5 separate regions of the Mus musculus genome follow, and all the other regions are linked to region 5. The links are chromatin contacts, called in public Hi-C and promoter capture Hi-C maps. All regions are on one chromosome and are shown on one strand. The core of a region is the stretch at or near the end of the contact, and the rest is flanking DNA. Distances in the headings are between cores, read along the strand shown. Region 1 overlaps Gm35574 (a long non-coding RNA gene). Region 2 has its middle 37 kb from the start of Gm39353. Region 3 has its middle 9.3 kb from the start of Gm39354. Region 4 has its middle 17 kb from the start of Gm39353. Region 5 holds the start of Cln6 (ceroid-lipofuscinosis, neuronal 6).

The links. Promoter capture Hi-C pulls out the DNA fragments that hold promoters and counts their contacts. A called contact is a pair of places that touch in the nucleus more often than the background predicts.
Region 1: a Hi-C map of bone marrow-derived macrophages shows a contact between it and region 5, with 30 read pairs. The contact joins the enhancer-like site here to the promoter of Cln6 in region 5. A contact is called at or near these places in 6 of 39 promoter capture datasets (erythroid cells, hippocampal neurons, liver and 2 more), 1 of 15 datasets of contacts at CTCF or cohesin (pro-B cells), 1 of 484 Hi-C or Micro-C datasets (bone marrow-derived macrophages), 1 of 115 datasets of contacts at active chromatin or transcription factors (bone marrow-derived macrophages) and 4 of 9 other capture datasets (adipose tissue, liver, macrophages and 1 more).
Region 2: a contact with region 5 is called in a promoter capture Hi-C map of the 3T3-L1 cell line, with 2.5 times the contacts expected there. The contact joins the enhancer-like site here to the promoter of Cln6 in region 5. A contact is called at or near these places in 2 of 39 promoter capture datasets (the 3T3-L1 cell line and erythroid cells), 1 of 15 datasets of contacts at CTCF or cohesin (embryonic stem cells), 8 of 484 Hi-C or Micro-C datasets (the HL-1 cell line, embryonic stem cells, muscle stem cells and 2 more) and 5 of 115 datasets of contacts at active chromatin or transcription factors (craniofacial prominence, differentiating embryonic stem cells, epiblast stem cells and 2 more).
Region 3: a contact with region 5 is called in a Hi-C map of bone marrow-derived macrophages, with 28 read pairs. The contact joins the enhancer-like site here to the promoter of Cln6 in region 5. A contact is called at or near these places in 3 of 39 promoter capture datasets (the C10 cell line, liver and macrophages), 3 of 484 Hi-C or Micro-C datasets (bone marrow-derived macrophages, embryonic fibroblasts and liver), 3 of 115 datasets of contacts at active chromatin or transcription factors (bone marrow-derived macrophages, epiblast stem cells and forebrain) and 4 of 9 other capture datasets (embryonic stem cells, liver, macrophages and 1 more).
Region 4: a promoter capture Hi-C map of hippocampal neurons shows a contact between it and region 5, with 2.1 times the contacts expected there. The contact joins the enhancer-like site here to the promoter of Cln6 in region 5. A contact is called at or near these places in 2 of 39 promoter capture datasets (erythroid cells and hippocampal neurons), 1 of 15 datasets of contacts at CTCF or cohesin (embryonic stem cells), 9 of 484 Hi-C or Micro-C datasets (the HL-1 cell line, cerebral cortex, embryonic stem cells and 3 more) and 4 of 115 datasets of contacts at active chromatin or transcription factors (craniofacial prominence, epiblast stem cells, extraembryonic endoderm stem cells and 1 more).

What each region holds. Positions count from the first base shown.
Region 1 is chr9:63,004,923-63,007,622 of GRCm38.p6, forward strand. All of the region lies in intron 5 of Gm35574 (a long non-coding RNA gene), which reads left to right. Among named protein-coding and RNA genes, the nearest start is that of Gm24526, 21 kb to the right of the region's middle. Within about 2 kb of position 1,404, at least 12 of the 459 cell types and tissues checked have an H3K27ac peak or open chromatin away from gene starts, as enhancers often do. A contact at or near this core is called in adipose tissue, bone marrow-derived macrophages and liver, where this site is marked.
Region 2 is chr9:62,611,837-62,614,536 of GRCm38.p6, forward strand. No RefSeq gene overlaps it. Among named protein-coding and RNA genes, the nearest start is that of Gm39353, 37 kb to the right of the region's middle. Within about 2 kb of position 1,410, at least 36 of the 459 cell types and tissues checked have an H3K27ac peak or open chromatin away from gene starts, as enhancers often do.
Region 3 is chr9:63,036,316-63,039,015 of GRCm38.p6, forward strand. No RefSeq gene overlaps it. Among named protein-coding and RNA genes, the nearest start is that of Gm39354, 9.3 kb to the left of the region's middle. Within about 2 kb of position 1,261, at least 50 of the 459 cell types and tissues checked have an H3K27ac peak or open chromatin away from gene starts, as enhancers often do. A contact at or near this core is called in bone marrow-derived macrophages and embryonic fibroblasts, where this site is marked.
Region 4 is chr9:62,631,174-62,633,873 of GRCm38.p6, forward strand. No RefSeq gene overlaps it. Among named protein-coding and RNA genes, the nearest start is that of Gm39353, 17 kb to the right of the region's middle. Within about 2 kb of position 1,423, at least 18 of the 459 cell types and tissues checked have an H3K27ac peak or open chromatin away from gene starts, as enhancers often do. A contact at or near this core is called in cerebral cortex and hippocampal neurons, where this site is marked.
Region 5 is chr9:62,837,515-62,840,214 of GRCm38.p6, forward strand. Cln6 (ceroid-lipofuscinosis, neuronal 6) reads left to right here and starts at 1,271. Exons shown (of 7, transcript NM_001033175.3): 1 at 1,271-1,440. The coding sequence starts at 1,367.

The sequences.
Region 1 (2,700 bases), core at 154-2,653, 170 kb after region 5:
GGGTTAACCTAGAACTCCTAATCCTCCTGCTTTTATGTTCCAAGAAATTACAGGCGTGAGCCACCACACCATTTATGCTTCCATGAGGATCAAATCCAAGCCTTTGGGCATGCTAGACATTCACTCTATCAACCAAGCTACATTTCCAGCCACATATATATTTGGTAGAATAGTGAGTAAAGTCTGAGCACCAATGAAAATAAGGTATGCAGCCTTCTGTTTTCTTTTCTTTGCTCTGCTTCTCAGGACTCCTCTGTATGTATACAAACAAACAAACAAACAAACAAACAAAAACACCTTTTGCCAAATCCAGAGTGGTTATGTGAGCAAGCTGAACCTGTAAACTCTGAACTCACACTGAGAAATACTAGTTTCACAGTGAGTGGTTTGTGTTCAGGACATAGGAACTCAGGAGCTTGGAAGTGATGGTGTCTACTACATTGTCTGGGCAGCAAAGCCAGAACACAGAAAAAAAGAAAGTAGACTGAGGTATTTACTGGGCATGCCCAGCACTCAAGTGGGACAAGATGACAAAGGAGTATTGATTACCTTTGTTTGAAATATAATGTGTTTAGCGTATTTAAATTTGCACACATTAATTTTTTCTTATGTTTTTATTTATGCACATATACATGTCACAGTACGTGTGCGGAGATCAGAAGACAACCTGTTAGATTTGATTTTCTCCTTCCACCCTGAGGGTTCTCAGGGCGGAGCTCAAGTTGTCTGCCTTGCTGAGCCATCTTGCCAGCCCTGTATAATTTAATTTTAATAAAAACTGTTACTGGCAAAATTCCTATAAACTTCACCATCTGCTTTTGTAAACTGGTATGTGATAGCACGCCACCAACTAAAATGAGTGTTTGCTAGTCAAATCCAAATATAAATCCAGGGTTTGTATTATAGCTGATAGAGAGCTTTCTCATCTAACCCTCCATCGCTAGCTCTTGAAACATCAATTCTTTGCTATAATGCTTAGATCCAGGCTCATCCAACCTCCAACCACAGTCTGAACGAAGCCTGGGACGGCTATGAGTGCCCCCAACAGAAAACCATGAACTTACTTACATAAGTCATCATGAGAATTTTTTTTTCCAACTTGATTGTGGAGTTCCCAAGTATAAAGATTGTGGATAACAACATCTTGTCACAACAAGAAGAGACTGATCATTTCATTCCCCATGACATCTGTCCCAAAGATTTCCTCTCTCAAAGAGCAGCTGCCTCTCTCCCCATGCCCACTTCTCAGTCCCTCTGGGCTCCACTCTCAGCCATCAGCTTTAGGACATCAGACCCTTACACAACAGTCAGCATTTTCCAAACTGAACTGTTTGCTTCTGCCTGAACTTGCTCTTCCTCCAGCCTCTCCACCGATTTCACACCCTAACCACAAAGAACTGTTTGTTCCCTATTGCTATCCCTGCTCCCTCTGTTTACCCGCTGTAAACTGTTAGTGCAGTGGCTCTCTACCTCAGCTACCTTCCCAAAAAATGCAAAGCTGGGTACCACAGGCAGCAATCCAGATGCGACTGGCAAGAGAGATGGCCTGGGCAGTGGCAGGGTGGGAGAAGCAGCTAAAAACAAAAACAAAACAAAAACCAGCCTCCCAGTGGACTGTGAAATCCTTCTAGTGGACTTTGACGATACAAACCTGTGTTCATGCCGTACTTTCATGCTCTCCCGGAACACTTACTGATGTCAATAGCAGTAGTGTGGACACTGGAGATTAGATCCCAGTGGGTGCTACCCAGGTGTTCTCCCAAGCTATCCTCAGAGCCTGTGATTTACTATTGTTGCTTTTCCTTTTAAAAAATATATAGCTGGCTGTGGTGGCATTTTCTTTTAATCTCAAAGGCAGAGGCAGGCAGGTCACTGTGAGTTTAAGGGCAGCTTGACCTACATGACAAGTTCCAGGACTACACAGAGAGAGACCCTGCCTCAAAAAAAATTTGTTAATATTTGTAATGTATGTGTGTATGTTCCTGGATAATGTGTGCCATGTGTGTGCGGGGGCCACAGAGGCCAGAAGAGGGCATCTGAGTTTCAGCCCATTTTGAGCCACCTTGTATGAAAGCTGGGAACCAAACCCGGGTCCTTTACAAGAACAACAATGGCTCCTAACCACTGAGCCATCTCTCCTGTGCCTTTGTCTGTTTTTCTTTTTCAAGACAGGGTTTCTCTGTGTAGTCCTGGAACTCTCTCTGTAGACCAGGCTGTCCTCAAACGCACAGAGACTTGCTTGCTTCTGCTTCTTGAGTGCTGGGATCAAAGACATATGCCACTATGCCTGGCTTACCTATATTTTGAAATTAAAAAAAAAAGAAAGAAAGGAAGGAAGAAAGAAAGAAATAAAGAAAGAAAGAAAGAAAGAGAAAAATGTCATCTCCCATTGTCTGTCTCTAAAGCTCTGACAGAAACACACCTCATAAAAGGGAGGGATGAGTCCAGGCAGTCAGATCTTTGGGTACTACTTCAATGGTGGGTCCTAACATGGGGACTCATGTTGGGATGCCTGGATCTGTGATTGGGCTGGGTAGTTCACCAAGAACTGTGTGGGCCCTTGGGGTTTCTCTGTCTTTGCCTGGCAGCAGAGCTACAAAGTTGCAGCCCAGGCTGGCCTTGAACTGTTAATCCTCCTGCCTCCATCTGTTCAGTAGATTCCGCTGGCCTGTACCGCACACCCAGCTGTTGTTTTTCATT
Region 2 (2,700 bases), core at 160-2,659, 230 kb before region 5:
CAGAGCTTCACACAGACAAAATAAACAAAAGTCCTGCTAGAAAAGAGCAGAGAACCAAATGTGTTTGAGAAAAACAGGTGGAGAGGGGCTTTGTGGGGTTCAAGGGCTGGTGTACAATCAGGTTATTATGGACCAAGTATCCTTGGCGAGAACACCCAGTTAGACTGAGGCATGGCTACCTCCATCCCCAGTTCAGCTTTTCTGGATTATGACTTCTTTTGTACACAGCACCACTGAAGACTCGTTTTTGATGCTGGCGCACACAAAACCATGGTTACCTGTTTCACACAGGGGGAACCTCTGTCCCTGAGCATTAGGTGGCCCTGACAAACCCATGCAGTTAGGGAAGATGAAGTCCTGATTCAAATCTAGAAGGCAGACCCTTATCTTCACAATCACACTGAGAATGGGCAAAAGGCACAGTCCGTGGATCCAGGCTATCCATGGATAACACCACATTTTGCAACTTGCTGTGTGACTCCAAACAGATTACCTAACATCTCTGTGACTTAGCTTCCTCATTGGTAAAATGGGCCTTAGAGCCTGATCCATGGGGTTGTGAGGAGGGATCCCATCTCTCTCATGAGGGATTCTCAGGCAGCCAAGGGCATGGCATGGGGTGGGGCCTTCTGTCTGGTTCTCTGGGTCAGAGAGTTCCTGCTGTCTTAGTGAGGAGGGTAGGGCATGTGGAAGCCTCCAGGCCTTCCCTGCTTGGCCTGAAGGGGTTTACAGGAGGCTATATGAGTGCCTAGGACTTTGCTAGTCACATAGTAAACACTCAATAAATGGTTATAAAACCGAGACCATGAGTGTTCCCCAAGAGGGACATTGTGTCTGGATTTTGCTGGATGTGGGAAGGAGAGAGATACCCAGCCATAACAGATATACATACAGTAAACTCCAAAGCCAGGTAGCCTGCGACTCCTTCTAACAATGCTGCGAGATGTGTCATCAGAAACACATGGGAAGATTGTTCTGTTCTGGCTGGAAGATAGGATGGGCTTTACGGAAGATGCAGCATATGGCTTGGATCTTGGGTAGATGAGGTAGAGACATTTTATGCAGCGGCAAGGGAGTAAGGGATGTGAGCGCATTTGTCCAGAGAACCAATGGGGACAAGAGGAAAGAAGAAGAGATGGTGGAAGAGAAGAGGACCTGAAATGTGGAAAGAGGTCTCAGAGCTCCAAGGAGTGGTTGACGACCTACCTGTAGGATGCATATGCTTATAGTGTGCCCTCAGCCTAGCCTGCTCAGATACTGCCTCTCTTTGAACTCTGGGCTGTCTGGGTGGGCTGCACTGCTTGGTGCAACATTATTGGCCTCATGCCCCACATAGCCCAGGAGGGAAAACAATTACCCTCTCTGCCCTGAAGCCTTCCCTAGGTCGCTTCCCTGAACAAAGCCAGCATTTATAGAACTGGTGCAGGCTGGGTCCCCAGCAGATGCCTGAGACAGAGGGTTTCCCGGAGAACAGAGCTCTTTCTGTCCTGTTGGAAGATCATATGGAATTTGGGGAGGGTCCAAGTGATGGTATTCTGCCCTCTGAACCACAGTGGAAGAAACTGGAGAGAGCCAAAAGCAGGGTTTTTGTAGCTCTGGGGTTGAGGAGCCTTCAGAGAGCAGCAAGTTCAAGCTGAAAGCAGCTGTACTCCAGAGTAGGGACCCCCGGGGGACCAAAGCATCACAGTGCAAGGCCAGGCTGGGTAGAGGAGGCCTTCAGCTCCACATAGGCCTGAACAGTCTCTGCCTCCCAAGCCCAGGTGCCCTGACCGTTCTGGAGCAGAGGAGGCAACTGAGGGCTCCCAGGCCTTCTTGGGGCTAATAACAGGAAGTGAGGGAGCTGGGGTGGAGGCTGCTTCCAAAACTCATTCAGACCAATTAGGAAGTGTCTGGAAGCTTCTAGCTGCTCCCGCCCTCTTCACCAAGACAGCAGGGACCCTATGGCCTGAACGTAGTTCATCCCATGTTCTTGGCTGCCTGAGAATCTCCAGGCAAGGGGAGAGAGATGCATGACCCACCCACACCATCTCTGTATGTTGCCAACACAAACCTCAAGTCACCCCACCTCCTCCTGTCTAGGGAGATTTGATACACTTCGGAATCCGGATCCTTCCCCCAAACTTTCCCCTCCACCCTTGCACGGGCCCTGCTTGAGACAGGCATTTCCATGAGAAGATCCAGAGTTTGGGGTTCACGAACTAGGTCCCCAGAGACCCCTATTTCAAGTAGAAAGCACATGCCTAGAAAGGCAGGGGCAAATTCAAGACAGGCCTAGGAGAAGAAGCCGGGCCTGGAGGATGTGGTCGACTCAGGAAAGAGCAGCGTGTTGGAGAAGCGGTTTGCCAGAATTAAGTCTGGGCAGAGGAAGAAGCAAGGAGCAGAGTGGCAGTGAGGACACAGCAGGAAGGGAGGGGAAGGGGAAGAGGGGAAAAATAGAAGAGGAAGGGATGGAGCTGTGGAGCAGGGGGAGGGGTATTGGGGTCCTTCGTCCCACAGTGAGAGATGTGGATGGAGGCGATGCAGGAGGAGCAGACAGGAGCGTCCTCAGCATCCCAGCCCACCATTCTCCTGGGTGCAGAGCGGTGGGTCCTAGGAGTGTTGTTTGGTAAAGACTTCTTCCTCAAGGTCCTGGAAGTACCTCAGACACTCCTCACAACGTTGCCCCAGACCTGATGGGACTTTTTTGGAAGTATGTGGGGG
Region 3 (2,700 bases), core at 11-2,510, 200 kb after region 5:
CCTCCAGCCCTTTAGTCCTCCACGCGTCTGCTCCTCTTGCCTTCAGTACCCTTGTATAAGATAATAGACCTCAACTCAGTGGTGCTCCTTAGTACATCCAGGGGGGCAGGAAGTGCAGAGTGGGGAGATCTCAGGTGTCACTGCGAAGATGAGTGGTAAAGCTCAAGTCTACTAGGCAAAATCTCATCCCATGGTGTCAGGCTCTTGTTATCATACTGGGATCCATAATCAGGCAAACTTTATAGGAAAAGAATCTTGCAGTTTTGGAGGCTGAGAGTACAAATGGTGTGCTGTGGGCTCTGAGCCTGGGGTCGATGGCCCATGGTGGGGCAGGAGCAGAGGGATGATTATGTATTGAGCCAGGAAGCAGAGAGGGAGAGGGAGGCATAGTCATTTCCAAATAACCCTTTCCAATGGTGGACAGCGGAGGGCAGAAGACAGATCATGGACCATGAACAGAAGAAGAAAGAATACATCTTGAGCTAAGAAGCAGAGGGGGAGGCAGTGGTCTTGTTCATTTTTCTGACACCCTTCTCCCCAAAACTACCAAAGAGTCCCACAAGACTTGCCTCACAGTGTTGCCCAAAGGGCCTTCTGCTAGGGACCATCTCTTGAAGGTCCTAACGCTTCCCAATGTCATTACTCCAGGGACTGAACCTCTCTGGTTGCTTGAAGCTTGGGAGGACATTCAAATAGTGCTGAAATTAGAACACTTGGCATTAATTTTATTTCTCTCATTGGGTTTTTGTTGAGTTTCATATGAGGAGTAATGAGATGGAGTTCATGGAAGGTAGCCAGAACACACCTAAGGTCAGTGCCAAAAACCTGTGGCTAATACATAGATAGGGCAGGAAGGCATGTCATTAGCAGTAGCCTGTGCATGTTGACTGGCTGTCATCAGCTGCCTTTTGCTTGCTCTTCAGTGCTGATGGATGGCCCTAGGACCTTGGAGTTGGAAATAGAAAATTTCAGCAATATATGAGAGAGTACCTACCAAGCAGACACACAGAGAGAGTACATTTGCAATATATCTGCAGTATTAAATTTTCATAGGGAGAGTAACAGGGTGCAGGGAGTCCAAGAGAGCTATTTAGGAGAGGCAATAAAAGATGAAAAAAAATTGTTCTTAGATGATTCTAAGATTCTAAGAGTTCTGGTCTGTAGATTCTATAGGTCCATGGCTGAGCGTTGCTCTGTGGCCTGGTATCCACCCAACTCAGTCATGTCAGAGAGTAAGACTGGGGAGGCTCCTTAGCTGTTCTGAAAGGAGGAATGCAAACACAGATGAATCATCTTTGCAGAGGAAGAGAAGGTGACCAGTTTGACCAGTGTCTTAATTAGCTTCCTCCTGAAAAGAGAGCCTGAGGTGAACTTGGGTGTTTTCATGTTGTCCTGGGATGCAGGAGAGAGGAGCAGGCCCAGTGAGCCAGGGCAGGAGAACTAGCCAGCGAGGAATGTGCTACTCTCATGGAAGAGGGACGTCAGCCCTGCTGGGGCATCTCAAAGGAGTCCGAGGCAATGGATCTCAGGATGTTTGAAGGGATGCTATGATTGGGGGTACCTAGCCAAGAAGTATTGGGTTCGAGTTCTCTGACTGTTCTGCCGAATGCCCTGAAGGCTGACTTGTGTGTCATACCTCTCTCCCTCCCTTGCCAGGAGGTCACTTCTGGGTACATGTCGGAGACTTTAGCAGGAGTTTGTGGAGAGGAAGTGTTGTGTGAGACTTTTCCGAGGGAGAACAAATCTCTATTCACCCCAGATTGGGGACCAAAGGGATGATATTCGCAAACATGGTAAAGCAATGCGTATTATTTCAGGAATATGGATGAGGGGTTTCTTATAGGACGAAGGATGAGTCAGAAGCAGCTGCATCATCCATGCCTTCTACACATGGCCGATGACTCATGACATCTGCATCCCTGGAGCTCTCTGCATGACAGGGCAGGTTGCTCAACAGGTCAGCTGATTGGAGAGTCCCACCACCCCCAACAGTGGTTTACTGCTTTCATAACTGGGGGGGGGGGGGGGAATATTGCAAATCTTGTGAGTTTTAGGAACTTCCTGACATTTATGTGCTGTTTTCTCCCCGAATTGTATGACCCTTCCCAGTCCTTATTGCAGGGACTACTTGAATTCAGATGCAATGCTACCTGACAGGAAGAGAGCATGATCAGGTATTTCTTGTTTGCTCTATCCCTACTGATGTGGCTGGCTTTAGCAGTAGCTACCTCTCTCTATTATTACACAGCTCCTGTTAGGAACTCCTTTCTTTCTGGATCTAACTTATGTTGGGTTCCAGCAACAATACAGACATAAAATTCTCTCTGTTTTTCCCTCCCTCCCTCCCTCCCTCCCTCCCTCCCTCCCTCCCTCCCTCCCTCCCTCCCTCCCTCCCTCTGATGCCGGACTCTGAGTGTCTCATCATCCCTTCTTGACATCCAACACTCTGCTCGTATTTCCATGAATGTCTCTTTCTTTCAGGTATTTTCATTTGAACCATCTGAGGTAAAGTTTGGTTCTTATTTGGTGCTGATTCTTTTTTTTTTCTTTTTCTTTATTTTTTTATTTAAATATTTTTTATTAGGTATTTTCCTCAATTACATTTCCAATGCTATCCCAAAAGTTCCCCATACCCTCCCCCCCACTCCCCTACCCACCCATTCCCACTTTTTGGCCCTGGCATTCCCCTGTACTGGGGCA
Region 4 (2,700 bases), core at 173-2,672, 210 kb before region 5:
TCATGTTTCCTCCTTCCAAAAAATCTCAGCTAGTGGATATTTTTCTATTATAGGAACAAATCTGATTTTATGGTTTTTCTTTCCCTCTCGCCGGGATTCTATATTAGTTGTTCTTCTCACTGCTGTGGCCAAAATACCTGACAACGCAATTTAAGTATCATGATATTAACTTGAGACTTTGGGGACATAAGGCAGAAAGATATGACTTAGAGCGATGTGGTTATATGTCAAGTTGACAAAGGACAGTTTACTGGTTAGTGATTTTACATTTTATTTTATTGTTTATCCATGAGTGTCTGTCTGTGTCACCTCCCCCACCTCCTACTCCTCCCAGGACCATTCCTTCATCCCCCATGCTCCCTCCCAACTTCAAGTCCTTTTTTGCTTTTTTGCTAAACCCATTTGTGTTGCCCACATACATGTGGGTGTGGGGCCGTCCATTAAGAGACTGACCACATACCCTTAAAGGAAGCTCGCCCTCTCCCTCTCCCCCTCCCACTCCCCCTTCCCTTTTCCCTCTCCTGGTATCCATTAACTATCAATGTCTCCTAGGCTGGGAGTGGGGCTCCTGCTGGAATGTTGACTGGCTTGATCTTGCATGAGTCTTGTACAGTCAACCACAGCTGTTGTGAGTTCATGGCTACTGTGGTCCAGTCCTATCCAGAAGGCACTATTTCACCCCAACTGTCCTTGACATCTGGCACTTGCTATCTTTCAACATGCTCTCTGAGCCTCTAGAGGAGAGGGTATGATACAGATGTCCCATTTACAACCCAGATCCCCAGAGTCAATCTTTCTCTATACTTTGACCCGTTCTTTTACAGATGGGTAGGAGGTTTATCCCAGTTCCCCCTGAAGATGGAGAAAAACAAGGAAGAGGGTGGACCCAAGGTCTGCTCTCAGCTCCTGCTCTGTGGCTTGCCTTGGCTCTATGAGCCGAGCTTGTAGCCTTATTCATAAAAACAATGTTTACAGCCCCAGCCCAAAGTGCTGGTGGGAGGCTAACATGGAGCATGCGGGGGTGGGGGCAGGGAGGGGGACAGCATGATGGAAGAGAGTCTGCTTCCCAAAACCCTGCCCTTGTCCTGGACTGCTCTGAGACTCAGTTCTGAACCTTTACATTGCCCAGGGCAGCCAGTTGGTCTGCATTCAGGGGTCCTTCTCAGAGTTTAATGTTCTATGATTCCAAAACCATCAAAGGATAGGAGCAGCTGGAGAGCTCGGGTGTTATTCCTCACCGTAAATCAGCCAGGATGACTTCACTTCGCCTCCCTGGCATGCGTCAGGTTTTCCTTCTATGTAGAGAGGGGCCTGAACCCTGCCAACCCCACCAAGCCACACTGGCTGCACCCCCAGAGTCAATGGCTTTACCATCCACTGATGCAGCTCACCATCCCCGCCAAGCCACTTATGCAACCGTCTAGAGAAACAGACTGCAAATGAGCACAGCTAAAAATACTTCATCTTCATGTGTGGGGGGCTGGAGGGAGGGCTGTGGGAAGGTGGGTGACATTCCAAAGGCTCTGGGTGTTTATCTGAGCTGTACTAGGAATCTAGGAACACAGGAGTGTCAGCTCTGGTCACAGTTGTCCACCTCTCTGACAATGCTTCCTCCTTCCTCAGAAAGGTACCAGCCATGGTGTGACTGACAGTAGGATCCTAGCTCAGAAGGCCAGGCGCTGTCCTCTGACATGGAAGGAGCCTGCCCTCAGATGACCCAATGCACTTGAACGTGGGATCCCTTTGGTTCTAAGGAACCCACCTTATGAGCCAACCTCCAGGAGCCCAGACTGGCTGCCTTTCCTCAACAACCTCCAGGGGACAAGTGGCCCATCCTGCCCCTATTCGGTGGCCACAGCAAGCACTGCAGTGCCTCCTTGCCACTGTGCCTTCTCCTTTTGAGTTGAGAGTGTGACAGTTCCAAAGGTATGGCACCAAGTCACTCAGGAGCTTGTACAAAGGAGAAGAGCTCTCAAATCCACTCGCCCCACACCTTTACATCCTCTTAGGCACATTACTTTCCCTGAATGGCTGGCTGCAGATTAAGTGCTTATAGGGTGCTCAGTCACAAGTGGGGCACCTATGTCACACCCTTCCCCAGGCTCAGGGGCCATCTCAGACTGTACGAGCCTGCTGTCAAGGAGGGCTGGAGCAGAACAGTGTCTTCTGGACATGGCAGGAAGCTGCGCTCACGGACTCAAGGTGGCCGCGGTTGCCTGTATTTGACCTGCACAAGAGCAAGCCCGTGCGCCACCACTGTTCGGCTGGGTTTTTTTTTTTTTTGTTTGTTTTTTGTTTTGTTTTGTTTTGTTTTTGTTTTTTTTTAAAGCACACAAAAGTGGAAGAGGGTGAGAGAAAAGTTAAGGGGAGGGAAAAGAAGGGTGAATGTGATCAAAATACATTGTATCCATGGAAGGGTGAATAAGATCAAAATACATTGTTTCTATGAAATTCTTGAAAACTAAATAAAAATATCTTCCTTTTGAAAAAAGAAACTGCTTAGAGAATTCTTAGAGTGCTCAGTACCCCTGTTGTCAAACTACAAGCCTCTTATAAGATATGTTTTTCTTATGCCCTATCCCAACCACATCACATAATTAAAAATGGAAGTTGTAGGGTCTCAGGAGATGGCTTAGCTGTGAAAGCACTTGCCTGGCAAACTTGACAGCCCAAGTTCACCCTGTAACCAGCATAGAGCTT
Region 5 (2,700 bases), core at 21-2,520:
CTCATTTACCTGTGCTTGCTCCACCCACTTAGATGCAGCGCCTGGTCACATCTAAACTCCTCTCCCCTTACAGCCATGCATCCGAAGAAGATAGCTCCCACACCACTGGGCATGTCTCACCCCCAACCCCCCTTTACTGATACAGTCCAGGACCCTCATTAGAACTTGGTACCCGACAGGCTGCACCTCCTCCATCTCTGGTTCTGCCTCTGGGCTGTGCCTGAAATGCACACATATGCCAGTCTCTTGCCAGGGCCCTTCCTGAGGTTCTCAGGGATTGGGGGCTCCAATCTAAACCCCTCTCTCCCCCATCTCAGCCAGTCTCTCACTCCCCTGAGCAGCGTGGTTCTCACACAACTTTCCACTCCTCCATACCAGCTAGTCTCTGGACAGGGTGTGGGAGGAGGAGGGGTGGGTGTGTGGGGAATTCTGGCCGTTCCCTCTGCCTGGAGCTCTTTCCTGTCTCCAGTTCATACTTCTCTGTCAGCTATCCTTCCTGTGATGCCTGTTTGGCCTTACTGCCTCTATGGCTACACAACCCTCAGAACTTCCTCCACCATTACCAGAAGCTACGAACAGAAGCGCTTCTGAACAGGGCTCATAGGTTCCTGCACAGAACTTACGAGGTTCTTAACACAATTGAATGAGGAAGGGGTGTGTGTCTTTCCCCAACGCCAGGACTGGATTCTGGACCACCTCGTTGTCCTCCAACTAGGAGAGAATTCACTATTCTCTTCACCTATCAAAGCACAGTGGATAGTTTATCGAGCAGTCTTTAATCTGAGGAAGGAGGGCTCAAAGACCCCGGGTCTTCTGATGACCTCACAGCTTGGTCATTCCAGGTCCCCGGTTCACCTTCGTCCAGTACCCTCAAGCCCGGCTAGGCAAGGCTTCCTTCCTGCAGAAATGCAGAGAACCCAGGAAAAAAACAAAAGCAAGCAAACAAACAAACAAACAAGACGCCAGGCTTCCCCACTGGAGTGCAGATTCAACTAAGACCCAAGACCTCTGGGACATAAGTTAGGCCCCTCCTTCTCAAACAAAACACGCCCTCCAGCTGTCTCCCTCCACCTCCGCTCTCTCATTCCTCCTCCCTCCTCCCCACACTCCATCCTCCTCTCCGGTCTTGCCCCAAGCCCCTCCCTATCCTCCTCCCTTCACCAGTTCTCCCCCTGCTCTTTCCTCCAGCTTCTCTCCTCCCTCCTCCCCTCCAGCCTCCAGCTCCTCCCCTCCCCTCCCGCCCGCCCTGGGGCCCCGCGCTCGCTTCCCTCTCTCCCGCCCAGCCTTCCCCGCGTTGGGCGCCGAGGCTCCGCGCGGCCCGCGCAGCCGTCTCTCCTCCCGGAAGGCGAGGCCGAGCGTGGCGGCCATGGAGGCGGCGACGCGGAGGCGGCAGCTCCTCGGAGCGGCGGGCGGCCCCGGTGTCGCGTTCGTGCAGGCCAGGTGCGCGCGGAGCGGGGACAGGGAGGCCGCGAGGGGCCCCAGAGTTTGAGAGACCTCGCCAGGGTTAAGGAAACCGCAGGGATAGGCTACTCGGGGGCCACCCCGGCCAGCCTGGCTGAGTCCCTGTGCCACTTCCAAGTTTTTAGGAACCTCCTGCTCTGGGCAAGACTGTGACTCTGCTCTGAATCCGGTGGCTCAGGGCCCAGGGAAAGTGGGCCGTTAACCGGGGACAGCGTGACTCTCCCATCCTGAATGAGAGACCCCTTCCCTCAGAGGGGAGATGTTTGGGGTTTATCTGGCTCGACAGGGCAGAGCCAGAGGCGCAAAACCCGCCCTTTCATCTTTTCCTCCAGTCTGCCTCCATCCGCTCCACTGACCAAAGCATTCCCGCCTGTCACATGTATTGATTAAACACCTGTCATGTGCCTAGCGTTGTGCCAGATGGCAAACAGGAAAGTCTGAGCCAAAGCAGGTGACAGCTAATTCTGGAGGGCTTTCTGGAGTTGAACAGTACAAGACTCTGCAGAGGACAGACACTTACTGCCGGGCATGGTGGCAATGCTTTTAACCCCATCACTCAGGAGGCAGAGGCAGGTTTCTAGGGGGATGTAATCCAGTTGGTAGTGACTGCATAGCATGCAGGAAGTCGTGGTTCTTCCCAGGCCACAGAAACTGGACATGGTAGACAGTGGAAGGATGTGAGGAAACACAAGGACTATACATACTAGTGTTGGACATGTCACACGTGTAAGAGAAAATCAACGACAGGGGCTGGACCAACTTTAAAGTGCCCTGAATGTCCCAGAGTTGGCCGAGAAGGCCCTAGAGTCTGAAGTTGGAGGAGGCACCTACTCTGGGTGGGGAGGCTGTTCACTTTGAGCAGGAAAGACCCCTTACCTTCCTCACCTGAGTGACCTGGTAAAAATGTATATTCCATATGCCACAGGTACCAAAGAGCCGTGGAGAGATTTGAGCACTCATGTGCACCAGGTGAATTTTAGGAAGTCCCTGGCACTGTTTGGAATGGTGGGGGAAGTTCTGGGAGACTGGGTTGAGGGCAGCCTTTTCATAGTTCCGACTGGGGAGCAATTCTCTGAGCATGTGCTGTGCTGCCTCTGGTAACATTTCTACCTGGTGGTCATCCTATGAGCTCTCCGTGGCGTAGTCACAGGGTAGCCATCTTAGTTTGTATATACACGTCATCAGGGCAGATTTGCCCTTAGGCACATTATTGAGCAGCTTCTTGTCACTTGAGGGTCC